2 separate regions of the Mus musculus genome follow, and region 2 is linked to region 1. The links are chromatin contacts, called in public HiChIP or PLAC-seq maps. All regions are on one chromosome and are shown on one strand. The core of a region is the stretch at or near the end of the contact, and the rest is flanking DNA. Distances in the headings are between cores, read along the strand shown. Region 1 overlaps Nfib (nuclear factor I/B). Region 2 overlaps Nfib (nuclear factor I/B).

Region 1 (7,121 bases), core at 3,242-5,741:
GCAGGGTAAGGGGGGATGGGATAGGGGGTTTGCAGAGGGGAAACTGGGAAAGGGGATAACATTTGAAATGTAAACAAATAAAATATCCAATTTAACAAAATAAATAAGGTACCATTCATAAAAATAAGATTATGTAAACAAAAATAACAAAACAAAACAAAAAACCCTTGGGACACAGTGAATCCTTCCTTGCACCAAGCTGAATCTCTGAACCTTAAATTTTCTTTGGCAATTTTCAACACTTTCCTTACTCATGCTACTACTGGATTCCACTCATCGTTTTTTTCCCCCTAAAACTAGATGTTGCAAATGCAGTGAAGCACACAGCGAGCATAGGCTCGGTCCAGGACCCCGGGGAAACCCTAGCTTGCTTGGTAGGTCATTGCATGGTGTCCAGAAGTTTTACAATTCTTTTTCCTATCAAGAGTACATGATGAGAGTTGGAAGATCGTGAATAGCTTAAACTACCACAAAGATAACATAGAAGTCTGAAAAGTTCATAACAGAAGTATTTCTAGAACAGAATACCCCAGCGTCTGAGACTCTGTCACTAGATTGCATTTCACACACAGCTTCATAACTGACCAAGAATCAGATTCAGTACAGGGAGGTGACACATGTGTGGAGAGTCACAGGGAACCATCAAGTGAAAGATCTGGGAGGCAAACCCTGGCCTGAGTTTGCCAGCTAAGAGATGGTGGCCATGTGAGTAGACCTTACTTTGTTTCAGGTTTCTTGTCTATAAATGAGAGAATAAAAAAAAGAAGGAGAGAGGAAGAAAGAGAGAGAGAGAGAAAGAAAGAAAGAAAGAAAGAAAGAAAGAAAGAAAGAAAGAAAGAAAGAAAGAAAGAAAGGAAGGAAGGAAGGAAGGAAGGAAGGAAGAAGAAAATCACCCACCTCCTAGTGTTACTATCAATACAAAGAAAGAAACAGCAGTAACCGGGGTAGCACAGGGTAATAAACCACTACCCCAGTGCACAGGAGGAAGAGGCAGAAGATTCTTCAAGTTGTGACAAAGTGAGATCCTGTCCCAAAACAATGATAAACAGTGGTCAGATGTGAGCGAAACAGTGGCAGCTTCCAGCAGAGCCACACCCTGAGCACTGAGCCGTGCATACTAAACGCTAAACAGCCTCTTATGAGTTATAACGTTTTGCTTAGAAAACTCAGCCACCCAGAGTGCCTAAGAATTGATTGCTGCACAGGCATCAGGGATGTGAAGAGCCAAGCATGTGGGAGCGTGGCTTCACACGCAACCTGTTTAGCCTTTTAGAAAAGCCAAAAGAGCAAAAAGGAGGTACAATGTCTCATTTGATGAGAAAGTCTGAGTCTCAAATTTAGTAGCTACTCTGGAAAAATTTATATATATATAAAACAAAATGTCCCTAACTGATATACTTCTATTTTAAGAAACTGAGCAATGAATTCCTCACTATGTTCAATTTGTTTCAGTTGTTTCAGAGATGACTGAGAAACCAACCAGAACTCTAAAAGGTGTTAGACGTCATAAATGCAAAAAAAAAAAAAAAAAAAAAGGAAAAAAGAAGGGGGTAGCATTGATACCATTCTCCTGGATGGGAACAAGAGGTTTTAATGCTCCAGGCCACTGCAGATTGTGTAGTTTGGTTGACCAGCTTATTAAAGATGACTTTGAACGCATTTAATATGTCAAGCAGAAGGGCACCGGTTATTTAACATCTCTGCAGCCAATCACTGTCCTACTCTCTAGCTCATCCTGTTACGTGCTGCTTTCAACTCTACATGTCCTGCTGAATGATAACACACCCTGACATTCTCTGCCCTACCCCCATCCTCTGCTTCCTCTGACCCTGGCTGGCAAACATAATGCAGATCCTCTCTGCTCACATCACACCTACTTAGTCCTGATTTTACACATTACACATTCAGATTTTCCAAGATATTTGTTTTCAAGTATTAAATTCTTTGTTGGATTATCAGTTCCTTTATTTAGGGGAGTGACAAGGTTTTGTTTTTCAGCATATCTCCCTGGGCAACTGACTCATTGCCCTATATATAGAGTAACTACTAAACGAACCCAGGACAGTATTTTAAAATTCAGCTTTTAAAACCAAGGTCTTAAATTAACAGCTTAGTGATCTTATAACAAGATAGCTATAGTTGGCACAAAATCGATGGGTACCTCTGCTGGCTCCATCCCTCCCATGAACTTGTTTGTTGAGGGGTTTGTTGTAGGCATGTCTGTCTATTCTGCAGCACATGGGTCCCAACATAGCTATGAATCTGGCCCAATCCATTTGCAGATGACATGTGAGTGTAAAAAGGCTGGACTTTTGGGAAAAAGGAAACTAACACTTAAGGTCAGATTATAGTTCTGGCTCTGTTGTATTTCTTAATGTGTAACCTTCGGCATATAGTTCAATCAATAACCAAAGGATTCAAACAAGAACATAAAAATGCTTGCAAAAATAGATGTGTGAAAGAGGGCCACTTAAATGGCTAAGTAGATAAAGTCACCTGTCACCAAGCCTGACAACCTGAATCTCATCCAGCACGTGTGTGCGCACACGCGCACGCGCACACACACACACACACACAAACTAATAAATGAATAAGAGAATAAGTGTTGAACATTTCAGCATATTTACATGAGTTATATCATGTGATACACATCTCAGAATGTAGTAGGTCTGACCCTAAGTTGAACTTTTCATTGTAACTATGAGTAGTTATGGCTCTACATGTTCCTAAGTCACACAGATTAAGACAGGTGGTATGGGGACAGCCTGAGCCTAATCACAAGGGAGGAATGAACCACCTCCAGGCAGATTTTTTGCAGCAAGCTAGGCAGTCAAACAGGAGATGATGGGGATTCCTCGGTGGTGAGAACTTGAAATCTACAAGTAAAAATGAAAGCTTTTTTTTCCTCTACCAAACTATGAAAAATAATGGAAATATATCAGAACCCAGATGATAAAATGCAACCCCTTAGCATCCACTGAGCTCTGTTGCTGCATAGCACATCAAGAGATCTGATGAAGGGAACACTGGCAAGCAGCCGTAATAATGCCTACTGTCCCTAAGCCCAAAGGCTGGTGGTGGGTGGGAAGCAGGCAACGGTGGTGGCATTTCATGTGTCTTTATACACAGCACAACCTTTTCGATGAACAAGAGTCATCTAAGTCAGACACCGAGAGGAAGAAACAGCCCAGCGCTTGGGTAACTAAGTGCCTGCCCCAGCAGTCAGAAGACAAATACTTGGGCAAGTAACTGGGAAGGATCTTTCTCTCAGTGGGCCTAGAACCCTGCAATAATATAGAGTCAGAGAATCAGCAAAACGCCAGGGTACTGCTGAGGCCATAAAACCTATGGTAGCCTCCAGGCTACGGAGACTTAGAGAAACACAGTCTCACACGGAACGTGGTCTATTGTAAATCTCAACAGCTCATGCAAAGGCCAGATATCTTCAAGTAATTTGGAGAGATTCCCGAGTAAATTCCCTTCATGGACCAAAGGAAATGTGCCCATCTTTGAGGCAGAGCAGCTGCTTAATGGTTATAGAGCAATATTACACAACAGCATAAGCCAGGAAGAAAGAACAACTCCGCATTTGTGTGATGCTGTGTTTACATACATCTATGCTCTTTAAGAAAAAAAGAATTGAGTCGGGAAATAAAGAGCTCCACAAACATAAGAGTCTCAAAGGCAATATCAAATTACATTATTTTACTTCTTTTTTATTTTTCTCTGACAAAACAACAGTAAATCACTACTCAGAAGTTAATATAGTGTTTAACCTCCTTTACAGACAATAACAGAAGGGACACAATGGCATATCTGTTAATATCTCAAATTATAATCAGCACCATTTAAATGTTAAGCAACATTTACATAGAAAATCTAAGGGAAGAATGATAACACTCATTTTTATGGTCTACTGTGTTCTATTCTTGAAATTAAAAAAAAAAAAACCCAAACCACAGGGAAAGCAGTTATTAAATTCATGAGAGCCGTCTTCAAGTATTTGAAGGCAGTTAATGTAGATGGTAGATTAAACTTATGCTGAATAATTCCAGGAACTGTTTCCTGGCTCCATCAACAGATTTACCATCCAATGAGAAAAGTCCTAAAAAGCAATGTGAGACTGCAATGTTAAGCTTAACCAGCACATGCCCAGTGAATGTGCAAAAACCTTCACGGCCACAGCTTGGTAAGGGCCATGACAACGATGGTGCCGTCTTAGAGATAAGGAACTCTCTGACTCTAGAGAGTTGTGTTGTGTCCAAGCCCCTCCACTGGACATGAGAATTCTCATGCTGGGTTAAAAATAAAAGCACCAGCAGAAACAAGAACAATATCTTCTTACTAAAAAGCCCTTTGAATCCCTCAGATTCCAGGTTTACTCCCCCATGTTAACTTTTCTCACACTGTGCTTTCAAAGGACAGGTGTCATCTAGCCTTTGATTCCAACAGTTTGTTTCCATCAACAGAAGAAGATGACGCAACTCCTCATTTATGGGAGCCAAGGGGATGTGGGGAAATGACCTCACAGGTCTCTCAGCACCACAGACCACAACTAAGGCACTGCTGCTTTTCTGGTAGAGGTGTTATGTACACAGCTCTACTCTGCCTCATCAAACTGATCAGAAACATCTATGGTTGAATCCAGAAGTAGATCTGAGTCTCAATGACAGCCACAAAAACATTCTAACATCTAGAAATAGTTTGTCTTTTAATAAAAAATGCAAGTCCCCGAAGCAAAAATCTAGTGTTAAAAGAAAAATCTCCGGTATTTACAGACTTGGACAGTGCTGGGTATATTTTTAGTATTTCCTTCCAGTTCATAAAACTTTCTCCTGCATGTCTAATACATATAATTATGTGGTTTTATAAAAATTAAAACAAAATTTATTTAAACATATCCATATGCTAAAATTTTCCTTTTGATGTCCTATCCTTTCCTGTTCCAGAAGCACGGTTTCTATGACGACACTGCATACTTGATATGACCATTCTCTTGGTCATTCTCTTACTGTTTGGCATTTTAGGTTCCCTTTTTTTTTTTTTTTTTTTTTTTTTTTGGTTTTCGAGACAGGGTTTCTCTGTGTAGCCTTGGCTGTCCTGGAACTCACTCTGTAGACCAGGCTGGCCTCAAACTCAGAAATCCGCTTGTCTCTGCCTCCCAAGTGCTGGGATCAAAGGTGTGCGCCACCATAGCCCAGCTTATTTCCCATTTTTAACAAATACTATAAAGAGCACCACCACTAAGATCCTCACGCACAAATCTTTGTCAGCAATTCCCATGATTCCCTTTGGCTGGAGTTCTCAGAAGATGGCTTACCAGGTCAAAGAATATGCTCTCCCAAAGCTCTTGCTCAAAACTACCCGGCTGCTCTCTATGAAGGTTTCTGCCAGTTAGATTCCCCCCGGGCACACTGCAAGTTTGCCACCCCAGCACCTCGTGTGGCTCACTAGAAACGGCTTGTCGTTAACTGTGGCAAGTTGATCTGAGCAAGACATCTCAGAAGGGATACTGTAATTTCCATCTACTTCATTAGAAAAACTGGATTTATTTTCCGGGGTCAGTGGGACAACAGATACATATGTATTATTTCTTTGTCAAGAACTTTGAAAATAGAGCTTTTGGAAAAACAAAAGGAATATAATCCAGAATAAAGTCAAACACTAAAAGTATGTAAACCAGGAGTGTACTAACAGGAACATTTATGCTGAATATTACTTCTAAACTATTGTAGTGAAAGACATTTTTGTGAATATTTTTCTTGTCATTTGAATAAAGCCTTACTAATCTTCCCCACTTAATATTTTTCTCTGAATACAATGGCCTTTGGCTTATCAAACTGCTATGAGACAACAATGGTCCCTTCCATCATTCGCAGATGCTCTACAGTATTAGAATTATGATCCATGTTCATCAAGGAAGACAGTTCTGTCCACTTAATGATAAACCAGTTCCCTCTGAGTTTTCTATGTGTGTTTGGAGGAGTACTGTGGCAACTTTGTTCCTGTGAAATTATCATACCAGAGTGATGGGGACGAATCACAAAACGGATCGGAAGACAAAACAACGCCTGGCTTGAGGCCTGGCTTGAGAGACCTTCCTAAAGGTTTAGGGGAAACTCCCTGATGAAATCATCTTCTAGCCTGTGTCTGTTTCTCAGACAAAACTGTGTGGAAAACTGACTTGTTTTCTACTTCTGAGATAGTTTCTATATTCAAAATTATATATGATAGAGCCCTATCTTGTCAACTGCCTTGAACTTTCCAAGGCAAATGTTGGGAACAGTGTTTAGTGACTGGAGACATAAATCTTTACAAAGATGCTTTTTTTGAATTAGGATTCAGTCTCAGTCTATAGTCAAGATTCATATCCTAAAATTCTGATCTTAATTTTTTTTTGTGTGGTATCAGAGAATCAATAGGGCTGCATGTATGGTACAAAAGTGTGCCACCAAGCTATGTTCCTGTCCTGCTAACATTAATTTAGAATTAAGATTATCCTTCAATATCAATTCTGAGTAGTGACTGAATTAAGAAGTCAGATCACAAATATACAATTTTATATTCACTCTAGGAAATTCTTCACTTTTTGAGAAGAGGTATTTTATAGTAACTAATGAGCACTTGCTCTGCATAGTGTAGCACAGTGTATATGTTCCTTCTCTTTCGTCTGTGGAAGTGGAAGATAGATCTCCCTCTAAAGCAAAGGAACTTAGTTCAGTAGCCGTGGCTCTGGTCACTTATGTGACACACTAAAGCAGGTTCTCTACTCCACATTTTTCTTCTCTGAGCACAGAGGAAATCTGTGCAAAAGCAAGTCCCATGCACATGTGATAGTGTGAAGCACAGGTACACACAGAGAGACAGAGAGACAGTCAGACAGACAGACAGAGACAGAGAGAAAGAGAGAGAAATAGTAGTAGATATTTAATATAAAGTTAACAGAAAACAGAAGAGGAATGTGATTGAGGTATTAAAAGAAATGGAGAAACTTGTACTAAGTACAAAGCAAAATAGAAGGCATAAAATATGTTAATAAGTAGAACAGTATAAGTAATTCACAAACTCCACATAAGTACAACAATACTGGAAGAGTTAGTACAGCTCTTCCAGAAACTAGC
Region 2 (7,121 bases), core at 1,913-4,412, 120 kb after region 1:
ACCTGCACACCAACTCCTCAAGACAGCTCCTGTTTTTCTTAAAATATGAAACTCTCAACTTACTTTTTTTTCTTAAACCAATTTCAAACACTTATCCAAATACATCAAGTCATATCTTGCTGGAAGCTTAACCTTAACGATGCATTTTTAGTAGATTCTTTTCTGTTTCCCGACTGTTAGCATCTCCGTGATATTAGCTAGCTGTCTGTAACTTTAAGGGAGTGTTTGCCAACCACTGAGAATGGAAAGGCAGCTTCCCCTGAAAAACATGGCTGCGGCCTGACTTCCTTACAGCACTTCCTAAGAAGAGACAGCAGAGAGAAAACAGAAGACCCTTGAGTCAATTTATTTCACGAAAGTGAAAATGAGAACAGTCGATGTGTTGTGACTTTTGTCTGTGCTTCTTTTAAAAAGTGTGGCTGGTGTTTTCATAAACTCATACTTCTTATTAGCTATGCTTATTCTGCCTCTGTAGCAGTCAGACTAACATAAACAACCAAAGAGGCTTGGGTCTCTTAAGCACAATATTCCGAACTGTAATCTCTTGAGACCTCCCCACACACACACACCCCGCCCCTCTGCACTAAAATCCTACCAAATAAAGGCTACTCCAAGAGTAACCTTTTTTTTATTTTTAAGTATAGACCGACCTAAACCATCTGCTTATTGGACTTTGAATTAACCACATAGAAATGTTACATAATACTCAATAATAAATAAAACATATTAAAACTCCAATTTAGCAAGGGTATCAACTCTTTCAGAGCTGGTTATCATGGTGGAGACTGCCCTGCCCCTTGGCCAAACTAACCAGAGGCCAAATTCCTAAGATGCCAGAGTTAAGAGGTCTTAGAGAAGTCCTCTAGAAACTGAGTCCCTGAGAGACAAAGTCCCCCAGAGACATGACAGAAGTAGTCACTAACTGCTTTCTCTTTCATTTCAGCTGCATCGTTGTGTGGCCCAGAATGAAATCTGCCAGTAAACAAAGAAATACAAGAAAGTAATTCCACTGCCAGGTCACTAAATAATTTAGCACCTAATTTTTCCTTTCTATAGTACAAAGACCTTATGCTCAGAAAGTTACAGTTTAAAGTACACTACGTAAAATCACATCCATAGGCAAACATATCTCCTCCCATATGCATCTTTAAAAAAAAAACAAACAGAAAAATAATTTATCCTCAGTCCCTAGAAAACAAAAACTGAAATTAAAAGAAAGAAGGAAGAAAACCTAAATTGTCTATTTTCGTTCCTTCTAAAAGGATTAAATAACAGAATTCTAAATGGTTTGTTTGCACTTTCCATGCAATATGTAGATTAACCATGAAATTCTGTTTGGGACACTTTGACATCTGTTTTCAGTGCGTTACAATGAAATCTGGGGACTTGATACATACATTTGCTGTAATAAAACTGTCACTAATCAGTGTTTTCCAAAATATTGCCCATAACTATTACTATTCAGTAGTCTCATTTGCATGATCTAATACTGTTGCTACATCGTGTTTTTCCCTGACAATGTGGTAGCTGGTCCCAGGCACGTGACATAAAATGGCTGTACCCCACTCAGTAATCACAGGATTTTCCACACTCCTCTGCACAGGCGATGCAATCTGTCCTATGATGGACCAATACTTCATCCTTCCTGAGATTCGTTTCCTGGAACTAGAGCACCAAAGATGAACTCACATCCCAAGTGTGGAACATTCAAGGACAGTAAGGAAGTCTACACTGATGAGAAAACCCTGCCTCATGGGGCTTGTACCACAGGAGACATAAACATAATCCTAACCCAGGAGCCCTTTCAACAAAACCGTAATGATGTTCTTTGAACAGTGAATGAAAGATAAATCTTTCACTAGCACCATTCCCATGACCTACAGAAGCAGATCGGACCAGACTTTAAAACTGAGTCTGCTTCAGCTCTCAAGGACAGACCAGAGGTTGTACCAATGACAGATACCATAACCACAACTTACAAGGCATCAATAGCTGCATAAAGGTTTCTGTTCACATTACATGTATGTCTCATACATCTACCACACATGGATCTCAGCAAAAAAAAATCCAATTCTAAGAATACAAACACGGTATTCAGCAAAGAAAACTTGCAAGTTGCTAAAAATATTTTTCTACCTACTCTCATTCTAAATGAATTCCAGATTTTATCAGTATTTGGAACTGTGTTCATATTGCTAGAATCTAATACAATTTCATTTTGTCCTCCCATGAACTCATCTTAAATCTAAAATATGTTTCTCCATACACATGTTTTATATTATACGAATGTTGGATACAAAAAGCAGATTAACTGTGAGCCCTAATGCTGTGTTTGTTAGTACTGAGAAGTCATTCCAACTGTTCCAAACGGGATTAATGCCGTATAACAAGTCTATTTAATTATTGTAAGACCAGTGATCCTCATATTACTATAAGCTGCTTTTCCCTTATTTGGAGACTATAAATGGAACCAAAATTGCACATGATAACTACAGGTCATACCCTGCAACATGATGCTTGACGTGGTAGGAATAAAAGAGACACTGCAGCAACTCTGAGAAGCTACAGAACACAGCCAGTGTTTAGGATCCATGTGGATGTTCTCATTGTAGCATCTCATTAACTTCTATTAGAAGTGTACACAAAGCTCTTCAAGAGCATTGGGAAGACACAGTAACAAATGTTACAAATGTTATCAGCAGCAATCCGATTTGAGTGTTGAAAACTTGAGGATACACTGTGTTCTAGGAACTCACTTTTATAGATCTCTCTGTATCCTGTGAACAGCAACTGAATGCCAGTCTCTTCTCAAAAAGAAAAGGCACAGCACAGATCATTAGCACTTCTGGACCAGAATCCAAGCAAGCCGATCAATGTTCTGATGTGCACACCCTAGTTACCCTTTAACTACTAGACAAGTGTGGAACAACTTCTCCTTCTGAGCCCTGACTAGAGCCATTAGGTCTATGATAAACACCATGGTCAAGCCCTTCATGTAGGAATATGTTTCTTCTGCACATACCATCAGCCTAACATATAATTTAAGATACTTCCCTCTTAATCTCCACAGTTTCCAAACTGCTCTGCAAAGTGAGTGAGAGGAACAGTCCACTGGCCACAGAGAGCAGGATCATCCCGTTGCCCAGGAATCTGGCATACCAATTTAGCTCCACGCCCATGGGGAGCCAACGAACCAGAGTCACCTAAGTCAAACGCTGATCCCTCATGGTGGGGAGAAGCCAATGTTTTAACCATTTCTCCTTTGACTTCCAGTTGCTCTTAGTAAAAGTGAAATTGCTCTAAGCAATAAATACTAAGTTCTTCCCTCTAGAGGTCATTTAATTAATTTTCGGAAAGCCACAAAAAGGAGGAGTAGGAAGGCTGACTTGAAGAGTCAGCCGGCAATAGAATCAAAACAATCCACGTAAGCAATTAAACTGTCTGAGGCTCTGACCCAACTAAGGGTCACGGGACCTTTCTGACTGAGAGTCTCAAGACCAGCAGCTCGCTCATTTTAACTAGCCGTTCAGCCTTGTCATATCCACACTTCTGTCCAACCCAATCTACAATGTAAACGAAGCTCTTCCAAGTGTGGGTGACTTCATCTTGATACACAGGAGAGATCCACGTTCCACAGCAGGGTAACAAGTTCACTTCAAGGTTTGACTAGGACACTCTTTATCAAACACGGGTCAAGCTTTTGATTCAGGAAGCCACAAAGAAAATGATTTTACTCCTTTCCCTAAAATATTCCTAGATGCATTAAGGAAACTCAAGAAAATCTGAGGACTCCTGAAATGATACAGTAATTTAAGTGTATTTCAAAACCTTATAGGATCAGCTAACTGTATATGCCTACCTTCAAAGTTCTTACTAGCAAGGACCCATACACGGGCGTATTGCTGGAACATTGCTTCCCCCATCCTCTCTCTTTAGGATGTTTTATTTTTGCTGGAGATAGCTACTAACACAGTGATGAGTACTTGTTTAAATATTCACATATTCCTTCCCTCCATGCTCAGGTAGTCTATACACTATATTCCTTTATATAATAGTCGGCCATCACTGGAAAGAGAGGCCCATTGGACACGCAAACTGTATATGCCCCAGTACAGGGGAACGCCAGGGCCAAAAAAATGGGAATGGGTGGGTAGGGAAGTGGGGGGGAGGGTATGGGGGACTTTTGGGATAGCATTGGAAATATAATTGAGGAAAATATGTAATAAAAAATATTTAAAAAAATAATAATGGCTATTAAATGAGTGCTCTACTTACATGATTACACAAATCCTAAAATAGTCATTAGAAATCCTAGTTTATCAAAGAGAAAAATCAAAAGACTTGACCAAAGTAACAAAGCTCATAAAGGCAAGAGCAGAACTGTGTTAATCATAGGCATGTCCTATGTTTAAGAGACTAAATGCTTATATACTGCTTAGTAGTTGGTGTCACCTTGACAGAGTCACCTGAGAAGAGGAAGCCTCAATTGGAGACAATCTCTATCACATTGGTCTGCACATGTCTGTGAAGCATTTTCTTGACTGTTAACTGATATTAGAGAGCCCAGTCCACTCTGTGCAGCACCATCCCTATGCAGGTGGGACTGGGCTAGATAAGAAAGCTAACTGAGCAGAAGTCAGAAAAGAAGCAAGCCAGTTAGTAGCATCCCTCCATTTGTTCCTGCTTTAGTTCCTGCCTTGATTGACTACCTTCAGCGGTGAAATGTTACCTGGAAACAGAAGGTGAGATAAACCCTTTCTTCCCCAGGTGGCTTGGTCATGGGATCTCATCACAGCAACAGAAAACAAACCAGTACAGTTTATGTGTCCCCAAAACTCCTGTTTAAACCCTAACCCTGAAGATGATGGTATTAAGAAACACATTTGGTACCAAATTAATTCAGGAGGATGGACCCCTCACCAATGAAATTAGTGGGTTGAAGAGATATCCCAGTGGGTTTTCTGACAAGACACTGGAGGAGAGGATCAGCGACCCAGAAAGTAGCTTTCCCTGGACACTGACCCTGGACTAACCATCTCCAGAACTGTGAGAATGAAGTAGTTTGTGGTCTGTCAGCCAGTCTGTCTGCTACTTCACTATAGGAGTCCTAATGAAGACACTTCTTTATAAATCCTAAGAAAGCACAAGGAAAGTAGATCTTCTGAACTGCAAAAGAAATCCAAAATTCAAAGAATGACAGATTTTCATCTATAGATTAATCACTAACCTACAATTTTGAGTAATTGGAAGATAACTCCCTCCTCGATCCATAAGTCATCCATCCACTCAATTCCTGCCAAGCAGGAATTTCTTTCTTTTCCCCTGGTTTCTCTTCTTGAAACCCAAACACACATGTGCATACCCCAGCACCCACTAATTATCCATGGATCAGAAACTGAACCTCTTCAACTCAACAGCTGAGGTCACTTTAGCAATCTCTAAAGATCTGAGGAATATGTCTGAAAAAACATCAAGGATGTTTTTTTAAAATCCTTCACACCTCAACTCCGCTGGCATGTGACCCACGAACTCAATATCCACTCCAGGTGTGCATTACCTGTGGGATACCCGTGAATGAACAGAAAGGCCTGTGGGCTCAGTCCCCCTCTGACAGGCTTCTATAAGAGGGAGTCTGGGATTGTGATCAGGTCCTTGCCCTCTGAATACTAAGATGCATTATCAACAGGGTTAAAGTTTAAAACCATTCAAATTCCTTGATGTCTGAACATCCCTACAAGAAGACAGTTTAATACAACCACTAAAAGATTTTCTTTTTAAAGAAAGTTTCTCACCACTATTTGTAGAAAACAATTTTTTTTTTAACAAGAACCCTCAATGCTAGTGTTTTCCCAGGGCCTCACTACCACACTGGATCGTATCTGTTGGTGCAAACAGTGTGCAGCACAGGAGAAAACTGCACATCTTAACTTAAACTTCCTTCTTTCCTGTAATAATTTAAAAATAAAATGTAACGGTTTGCATTTTAAACACTTAATCTGGAAAATATAGGAAAAAATCACGAACTATAACGTCATATTTGGCAACGAAAAGATTAGTAGGATAAAAATATCTGTGTTTTTTAACGTTTTAGAAGACATTTCCAATATTTTTAAAATAAAATTATTTCACTGCCTTGAATGGGAACCAAGGTAAAATTTGCCATTTTGAACATGGGGTTTTTATGAGAAAAACAATTTTATGCTCATTAAGGTAAACATTAAACTTATATACTGCCAAAAGCCCCCTCAGAAATAAAATCTTCACATTCACTTCTACGGGTCACTACTATGTCATGAAACTTAACCATTTACCTCAGTAAGAAAAGGTTTCCCTTAAAACTCTAACATGTTGTGGAAGATAGTCCACCCACTTTAAAGTGCTCACTTCTAATCTTTCCAGTGCCAAACAATAATGATAGTGCCAAGTCTAGGTTAGTTGTTCTAAGGTTAGTGACCTGATAGCCATGCGCATAACTAAATATGTCGCTTTAACCTATATAATGACAATAAAATGCTCTTACTGTAACAGCTAAAAGTGTTGAAAAATAATTATTAAGGAAGCCATAAATGGAAGGGACTAAGAAGTAAGGCTCAGAGGAATGGGGGAAGGGCACTGTGACAAGTCAACACAAAACACACAAGTTGGAAACCCACAAAGAATTGATTCAAATCCCTCCAGATTCCAGAACACAATCCCCCACCTCCACCATAGCCGGCAAAGCAGCAAATTTGTCCCCATCACTGTCTGCAAACAAAGGAAAGTCACTTCTGCAGCCAGACCATGTCAAACAGAAGATGTAGCTACTGCAGAGGGACGCCTTGAATCCACTGGTGTGTAAAGTATGGGCTGGGGCCTGTTTGTCAGCTATTACCATAAAAGAATAAGAGGAAACAGTGACATTACTGCACAATAGAAAGGTCAAACAGCTTGCAGCCATTTCATGACCCAGACAAGTCAAGGTCAAGGGATTCAGGTAGCAAGTTAGCCAGGGCATAAGTTACAGCCCAAATGAATTGTTTTAACACATCAGCTTTGGTCAATTAAACCTAACAAGGCAAGTTGCATCCCGTAGCAGAGTTCCTGACACCAAGGCCAGAAGCTGAGACCAACCTCATAAAACA

The links. HiChIP or PLAC-seq counts read pairs in DNA pulled down with a chosen protein or histone mark.
Region 2: an H3K27ac HiChIP or PLAC-seq map of hepatocytes shows a contact between it and region 1, with 2.7 times the contacts expected there. The contact joins two enhancer-like sites. A contact is called at or near these places in 5 of 484 Hi-C or Micro-C datasets (cortical neurons, embryonic fibroblasts, embryonic stem cells and 1 more), 5 of 115 datasets of contacts at active chromatin or transcription factors (cardiomyocytes, embryonic stem cells, fibro-adipogenic progenitors and 1 more) and 2 of 9 other capture datasets (adipose tissue and embryonic stem cells).

What each region holds. Positions count from the first base shown.
Region 1 is chr4:82,360,705-82,367,825 of GRCm38.p6, forward strand. All of the region lies in intron 3 of Nfib (nuclear factor I/B), which reads right to left. Among named protein-coding and RNA genes, the nearest start is that of Nfib, 140 kb to the right of the region's middle. Within about 2 kb of position 4,492, at least 30 of the 459 cell types and tissues checked have an H3K27ac peak or open chromatin away from gene starts, as enhancers often do. A contact at or near this core is called in hepatocytes, where this site is marked.
Region 2 is chr4:82,483,224-82,490,344 of GRCm38.p6, forward strand. The region is part of intron 2 of Nfib (nuclear factor I/B); the gene reads right to left. It also overlaps 2310067E19Rik. Among named protein-coding and RNA genes, the nearest start is that of Nfib, 19 kb to the right of the region's middle. Within about 2 kb of position 3,163, at least 6 of the 459 cell types and tissues checked have an H3K27ac peak or open chromatin away from gene starts, as enhancers often do. A contact at or near this core is called in hepatocytes, where this site is marked.